2 separate regions of the Gossypium arboreum genome follow, and region 2 is linked to region 1. The links are chromatin contacts, called in public Hi-C maps. All regions are on one chromosome and are shown on one strand. Each heading gives the region's core, a stretch centred on a gene start, on an enhancer-like site or on the middle of the called end of the contact. The rest is flanking DNA. Distances are from core to core; before and after follow the strand shown. Region 1 holds the start of LOC108474165. Region 2 holds the start of LOC108482147 (UDP-glucuronate 4-epimerase 5).

Region 1 (4,117 bases), core at 1,122-3,621:
ATTCTAAAATTCATCAGTACTTCAATTTCAAGTTTGTTTTGGCACGTAAATCCACGGGATTAAGACTCAGTATCGCATACAAATCACAAAACGAATTCACTGTTACACAGTGAATTTGCCAAATAATAGTTGCAGTAACGCCATGGGATAACGAAAAGTCTCCAACCAGACCGGAAGGAGCTATCAATCGTGCATGGCATCGGCATCCCCACCATCAAGGATTGATGCTTCATTGAACATGTATTCTTTTTGGTACTCCATCAAGTACTGCGTTGATCTCCTTACATCCAGAAATAGACTGTAAACACGAGTGATGTCCTGCACTTCCACAACCATCCCCTTCCGCTTCTGGCAATTCAGTGCAGAAGCTGTGATCAGATGGATAGCATATCTCAAGGAGGTCTCATGCCCAATTTTGGTCAACAGTTGTTTTGCATCTTCAGACATCTCTACATCTTCCTCTTGGCACCTGATGTCTAGAATCTTACGAATTTCATCCTCGGAATAAGGTTGAGTAGTGATGATTAGTAGTCTATCAAGAAGATCAATTGGAATTCCATGAGGGGATTTGTAATTTGTGCCACGGATTGAAGTTATGCCTCTGTTTGTAGCAACTACTAATATAGGGGCCATCTCATTCTCAAGAGCACGGTTCAGGAAAGAAAAGCACTCGATGTCAAGCATGTGCACCTCATCGATAAAGAGAACACCAGGCACGATTTCAGCCTTCCCTTCCTCCCTCCACTCTGCCACCTTCGTGTCAATTTGTTCTCTCACCTCAGCACGGATTTCACCAGTATCCCCAGTGAAAAGAGCAAGAAATCCCTGTGTTCTGAGCTCAAACATAATGAAACATGAGATGATGACTAAAAATAGATTATTTTCTACTGTGAAACAACGTAAAACTTCTCTAAGTCTATTATCCTATAAGGCAGACTAGCAAAGATACTGCCTATAGAAAAGTTGCACCGGATATGCATACATTGAACTCACAGTAATGTTTTCTAGGGATAAATTTTATGCTAGAGAGATAAATTTCAACAAGTTATGATGTTCATACCAGCCATATACCATGCACAAATTCTTCCCTAATAATCACAAACCAATGGTATCATCACATTTGATTGAACAACATGACAAAAGTATGTAGAGATGGTATAAAGGAACGCTACACATGTTGATCCCTAAGACATACACGTTGGAAGAAGCTACCCGCAACCATAGCAAAGAATCATCTACTTATAAGCTAATTGAGTTTAACCTTCTTCATCCCTACTCAGAGCTCTTAACATGCAGCATCCAAATTCTGAATAGAATCATCACTAGATAGCTTGAAACATGTAAATCAAATTCACCTAATTGGTTAATTCTTCCAAAATGTTACAGGTTTCTCCACCCAGGCATAGTTTTTGTTAATCTATTTATGTTTTACTTCAGAAGCAAAACAGCTGATAACAGCTCTACGCTAATTTCAGAACAATAACAGATAAACAATGGAAGAACCACTTTGCATTCTAGTTACAGAAAAAGTTAAAAAGACTCGAGAAATCATATTAAACACGGCAACAAAGCTGCAAATCTGGAAAAGGGTACACTTTTTGCCAAAGATAAGCTCGAATTTACCTGCTGTTAATGACATCAATCTCATGAAGCGTAACACAATGGACGACTTCTTTTCTTTTCTGCAGCTCTCCGTCTGGACATTGCACGAACTTTGTTTGCGGGCCCATAGCATCGTAATCCCTCGACCTTGAAAATGACCTTCCAAGCTTCGTTATTTTCCCTGAAGCTTTATCAATAGCTATCACATCTCCACTCTGCACTTTCTCTTTCCCTAATGCCTCGATCATCTTCGCCCCTAAATCGTAAACGGTCTCCATGTCCGTCGTTTTAAGCGTTAATTTTCCAGTTTTTGAAGCCGCCCCAGAAACTGCCGGCCGGTCAATCTGGATTTCAACGACTTCGCCTTCGATTATTTCAGTTTCTTCCTTGATTCTTACTCCGATGGACTTTCGAAACGCTTGCATTAAAGCTTCGGTTTTCGACATCTCAAGGGAGAAGATTTCGCTGCCAGAGAGCATAGAGAAAGGGGTTTCAAGGCCAAGGGATTTCGCCATGCCCATGGCGATGGCGGTTTTGCCGGTTCCAGGTTGGCCCGCTAATAAGATAGCACGGCCAGCAATTTTACCGTCTTTGATCATTTGGAGGATGACACCGGCAGCTTTACGAGCTTGTGCTTGGCCCACCATCCCTTCCGAGACGTCACGGGGCTCCAGAGAGGAGTCGAGGCCTAGGCCCCGTATGTGGGAATGAGCCCCAATGCGTTCGATTCGGGTCAGGTCTCGGCTCTCGGAGAGTTTCAGCTCCGCCATTGGATGATTGAGGGAGGGAAAGGCAAGGTTTTGGGTTTTGTGAGAAACTGAATTGAAATGGAAGAGAATGATGATGTAAGCTATTGATAATGCCTGTGTTCTGAACGCTTGTTTTCAGTTTTGGGTCTAGGGTAAAGTTCTAATTTTTGAATTTTTTTAGAGAGTGATGAAGAAAGCTATTAATAAAACTTGTGTTCTGAAAGCTTGTTTTCAGTTTTGGGTCTAGGGTAAAGTTCTAATTTTTGGATTTTTTAGAGTTTGGGCCTTCGGCTCCATTTGCTCCTTGAGCCCAACATTAGCTATGCAAATCGTGAACAGTTCAGTCCCCATGACATTGCTTAGTAATGATCTGCTAGAGCATTTTGGTCGAGGAGTCTTGTTTCTATCAGCTCTTTTCCCCATTTTACTAATAAAGCAAAGCAAAGATAATACATTAGGCTCCAAAATGAATCTATTGCATTTGCAGGCATGGTTGTTTTCTAGATTCTTGACCAATGAATCTATATTTCATTGGTATTTTCAAGTTCATGAATCTATTATTCTTCAACTACATCGGAGTTCTAACTGGTGGAACTACCCGAGTCTTCACAACAAGAACCCATGTTAAAGGACTTAAATTATTAAGCTTGATGGCAATTCTCTTTGACTAGATTACTTGGTGCTCTTTGTCTTGACCAGAATGCTCACCTTCAGTGGATTTCAGCCCCTCCTTAGCCAACCTTTTAGCTATCAACCTCTGTTTCAGCTTCTTCTTGGTACTACAATCACCTTCCTGCTGATCGCCTGAACAAACACCCCAAATCAATGAATTTATTTTAGTCTCCCATCTGGTTAAAGAAGAAGAAAGACCAAGTTAAAAACTTACCAGGTTTGTCACTTGAAGCAACTTGTTCCTGTCGAGCATTTTCTCGAATACCTTCAGGCTCACATTGCAATGAACCCACTCCATCTTTTTTAGATGACGGTAACAAAGGCCCAATTATCTTCCCACGACGAAAAGCATCTTCTTTGAGCTTTTTCTTTCGAAGTCTTTTCCTTTGAGCTCTACTCAGCTTCTGAGTCTCAGATTGACTTCCGTCATCTTCGTCGGCAGTCTTTGGGGAACTACACTTGTCCTCCTCAGAATCATCTGCCACCCAAATTTGATTACATTTTCTAATCTAAATTATTTGATGTTAAATAATTTTTTAATCACCTGGGTTTCCGGGCCCGAAGTCGACAGCCCTCTGTGATGTGATCAGCTGTTTCTTTTCCTCTTCCTCCTCAGATTCCGGTGGAGATGGCGGTGGATAGAGTGTTCTAAGAACAGCCTCATGGAATCTTTTTCGTTTCTCTTCACGTCTCATTAAAGACCACTCGTTCGCAGTATCCGGTGTGTGTTAAAACTTGGACAATTGGTGAATATTCTCTTCAAGTCTCGTTGAAGACCACTACTTTTGCAGTATTGTGGGATTATTTTAGAAATATTTTCGTAGCAGGATTAATTAACAAATTTCAATCGAGGAGATTATGGAGTCTGGGAGTGCATACCATTTGATAATAAATAATTAATACATAATTTTTTTCTTTTCAGTTAGAACTAGTAATACGATTTGAATTTATATCAAATGAATATTAAATATGTGTTTTAAACTATTTTAGGTTGTATTTAGTTATACTTAAAAATATTTTCAAAAGAAAAGTTATGCAAAAGAAGTAACTTTTAATTGAAATAAGTAGTTTTTCAAAAGTACTTTTACTCTAAA
Region 2 (4,127 bases), core at 3-2,502, 160 kb after region 1:
ATCACCTTTGACTTTCGATCTAAGCACTCCCCTAGAGGTGGATCCAATTGCATGCATAAGATCCTTTCAATCACACTCTGGGGGACAAGGACCCCCTTTGACCCAAAAAAGAGACGCCACTAATCTATTTTGCTTCGTTCCATCGATTCCAATAATTTATCAAAAATAATCAATTGCCATAAAAAAAGCCATGATTGTCCCTCCAAAGTCAACTCCAGATCCTCTTCATCTTCAAATGAAATTTAAAACAAATTTTGTCTTGTAACCTATATCTCAAATTTCTTTTTAGTCTGCCAAATACTTTTTAATTAAGCCTGAAAACTATCTGGATTGTGAGATTTTTTAATCCACACAATGCATAACAACGTCAGTTTTTCATCTAGAACTACCAGCAAGCTTTTAACGGACGACTGAATCAGTTCCTCCTTCAAAAGAGAGATCTCATCCTTCTCCATTCCCTTTAAAGTCACCACTTTACTCAGACCCATCCACAGGCAGTGCTATTTATCTAAGAGACTAAGAGAGAGCATTCTTGACTTTTTTGGAGTTTACAATATAAATTCAATACAATTATAATATAATTACAAATACATGCCTAATAAACTATAAAGTAAAATCAAATTAATATATAACACAAATAAACTAAGAATCCTAATAATTTAGACTAAAATCAATCCATCAAAGTAAAACTCACATAAAATAAAACTAGGAGCTTAAACAATTATATATAACAAGACTTGTACCTTAACTATTCAAATACCTATATATTACAATTATAACTATCAATTAATAACATAAATAATGTTTTTAAAACCCAATATCTACTTTCAATTTCTTTTACCAAACAAAATTAAATTTGCAATTATTTGTCATGTCTAAATAACATTTCAAATATATAAATTTAAAATTGATATTTGTATTTTCAATTTACACCAAAAGAGAATACAAAAAGTAATATTATTTTATAGGTGGTATTGGTGTGCCAAGTGGCACTAATAAAATTAAAAAAAAGTGAAACAGAAGAATAAACTACTGAAATTCTTTTTGCTTTTTTTCTTTTTATGTTACTTATTTTTAATTTTCACTGATGCCACCTAATATACCGATTGCATCCATAAAATATTTTTTTATATTTTCTCATGTATATTTAAAATACAAATATTTTTTTAAATGATTGATGCTACAAATATTATTTTCACTCATATTTTAAAAATATATAAATGGCACTTGACACAATCATGATATCAAAATTTTATTTTCTTTAAAACCAAATGATTAGTTAAAGATGCTAACTGAAAAGTAGATGGTGCCATCTAACCAATCGAGGACGCCAAATTACATTGTTCAAAATAGGTTATTTCCTTAAATAATTTTTTCCTTAAGTCATTTTGTTAATTAATTTGTTTTTTTAAGGTTATTTGTATAAAAAAAAAAGCCAAACCTTCCTTTTTTTCCTTCCTCCTCTTTCTCCGCTGTCGCCACCACCGCCGTCACCACTAAAAATCTGAACCCTAATCCTAAATCCCATCTTATATTGTTCCAAATGTCACACCTTGACAACATTCCATCCACTCCTGGCAAATACAAACCCGACAAAGCTTTCCGTTTCAACTCCTCCGCCGCATCTTCCTCTCTTTCCAAGCTAACCCTTTATTACCCTTTTCCTTTCCGTCCTCCTTATCTTCCTCCTCCTACTTTACTCCCCTTCTTCCAAACCATCGTTGCGCCGCCACCTATCTACTGGGTCCCACCGCACCCCACTCTCTCTTTCCCACAAACTAATCCGCAAATCTGCCCGTCCTCGCTCTACCACCGGTAACACCGTCCTTGTGACCGGCGCCGCCGGTTTCGTCGGAACCCATGTTTCCCTCGCTCTTAAACGCCGTGGAGACAGTGTCCTTGGCCTTGACAACTTTAACCATTACTATGATCCAACCCTGAAAAGGGCTCGCCAGAAGATCCTCGAAAAAGCTTGGGTTTTTGTCGTCGAAGGCGACATCAACGACAAGGGTCTTCTCGAGCAACTGTTCGATGCCGTTTTGTTTACTCACGTAATGCATTTAGCAGCTCAGGCAGGTGTTCGTTACGCTATGCAAAACCCAGGATCTTATGTTCATAGTAACATTGCTGGATTTGTGAACTTACTGGAGTGTCGAAATCGGCCAACCTTCAACCGGCAATTATCTGGGCATCTTCAAGTTCGGTATACGGCTTGAATTCTAAGGTCCTATTTTCAGAGAAAGATAGAACTGATCAACCTGCTAGTTTATATGCTGCTACAAAGAAAGCTGGTGAGGAATTGCGCATACTTATAATCATATTTATGGACTTTCATTAACTGGATTGCGATTCTTCACGGTTTATGGTCCCTGGGGTCGGCTCGATATGGCATATTTATTTTTCACTAAAGATATAATGAAAGGTAAAACTATCACTGTATATGAATCACCAGATAAGGGTAGTGTGGCTAGAGATTTTACCTATATCGATGATATAGTGAAAGGGTGTTTGGGAGCATTGGATACGGCAAAGAAGAGTACAGGGAGTGGGGGAAAGAAAAGAGGGCCTGCACAATTGAGGATTTTTAATTTGGGGAATACTTCGCCTGTACCTGTGAGTACGTTGGTTAGTATATTGGAGAAGATTTTAAAGGTGAAAGCTAAGAAGAAAGTAGTGCCATTACCAAGAAATGGGGATGTGGAGTTTACACACGCCAATATTACCTTAGCAATGATGGAGCTCGGTTACAAGCCGGCGACTGATTTGGAGGCAGGGTTGAAGAAGTTAGTGAGATGGTACCTCAGTTTTTATTCGAGGTCAAAGAAGAAGAGTTCTTAGTGAAACTTTCTCATTTTTTTTTTCTCATTTTAGTTGATATTGATTACTTCTATGTTGTGTTCATTTGGTGGTTTATTGAGCATTTACTTCATCGTATGCTTGATATAATCATGCAAGTAGGGGTGCTATTCTGCTTTGCCTGTAGGGTGGGCCTCTCGTCCCAATTCGTAGTGATGGAAAGCTAGCAGCATTTTAGTTGTTATTCCACGTGTTGCTTTCTTTTCTCTTGGAAGCTTCTTTTAGCAGTTTTAAGCCTTGTACAGTTCATGACTGATGGATCGAAAAGATGTTCTGAATGCTGGTTCATTTTGTTTTCTCAACCGTACAGTTATTTCAATAAAATTGCAACCGCTGCAACGTGCTTTTAAATGATATTTTGTCTATAGAATTCCCCTGGTTTTGCCTACCAGTTTTGGTTGGAAAATCTTGAAGACGTATGATGTCTTAACTTGTTTGTTTTGGCTGTATTCTTTACTTGGCCTTTAGAATGGTTATGTTGTCTCAAATCCTTAGCTATAACACGCAATTTTTAGTATGAAAAAGCACATGTTTTCAGAGCTTGTTGTGGAGAACGCAGTACACATCCTTAGGTTTTGCTTAGTACAAAGGATGGAAAAAAGTGAGGATTTATTTCAATCAAGACCAATTATTTCTTTTAGCCTTGAATCTAGGCATTTCACAGAATGACCTAGTTAAGCAGGTCAAACTTGTTACATTGCATGGCATCCATGGTATTGTTCTGACGGCATTGGCATTAAGGTGTAGTATATTATTGAAAACTAGGTAAAAGTATCACGAAGTCTCTTGTATTAGAAGTTGTATTCCATTGTGCCCCTTTTATTCAAAAAATAGGTTAATTAATCCTTGAATATTAGATTAAAGAACAAATTAGTCTTTTAGTTAAAATTTTATCTATTTTTACTTTTAAAACTGATTCTCTACATGTATCATGTGTAATTGTTTAATTTATTCTATAAATTTTAACAATCTAACATACATATGCTAATTTACTCATTTTTTAGTAAAAGAGTAAAATATAATTTAACTCCTAATACAAATGCCTTTTTACCTTGCAAACTCATAGACTATCTTGTTTCAAGAAAAAGGAAAAGAAAAAAGGGGAAATATTTGAGCTAGGAACTTGCAAAATGTTGAAAGCATGATCAAATGCATGAAAAGAATTATGTGTATCATTTTTCCATTTGTGGTCACTTAAACAAGTGAACCCTTTTATTTTACAGCAGCAAACATCATCCTAGCAAAGGGAACATTAATACGAGTATTTATTA

The links. A called contact is a pair of places that touch in the nucleus more often than the background predicts.
Region 2: a Hi-C map of leaf shows a contact between it and region 1, with 3 times the contacts expected there. The contact joins the promoter of LOC108482147 here to the promoter of LOC108474165 in region 1. A contact is called at or near these places in 4 of 5 Hi-C or Micro-C datasets (all in leaf).

Annotation. Positions count from the first base shown.
Region 1 is chr11:41,779,582-41,783,698 of ASM2569848v2, forward strand. LOC108474165 reads right to left here and starts at 2,372. Exons shown (of 2, transcript XM_053021815.1): 1 at 1,624-2,372; 2 at 1-832. The coding sequence starts at 2,372. The coding sequence ends at 184. LOC108474164 reads right to left here and starts at 3,941. Exons shown (of 3, transcript XM_053021816.1): 1 at 3,568-3,941; 2 at 3,238-3,501; 3 at 2,749-3,155. The coding sequence starts at 3,718. The coding sequence ends at 3,019.
Region 2 is chr11:41,940,270-41,944,396 of ASM2569848v2, forward strand. LOC108482147 (UDP-glucuronate 4-epimerase 5) reads left to right here and starts at 1,253. Exons shown (of 4, transcript XM_017785261.2): 1 at 1,253-1,653; 2 at 1,655-2,148; 3 at 2,151-2,297; 4 at 2,300-3,210. The coding sequence starts at 1,544. The coding sequence ends at 2,838. LOC108463387 reads right to left here. Exons shown (of 3, transcript XM_053021282.1): 3 at 4,020-4,127.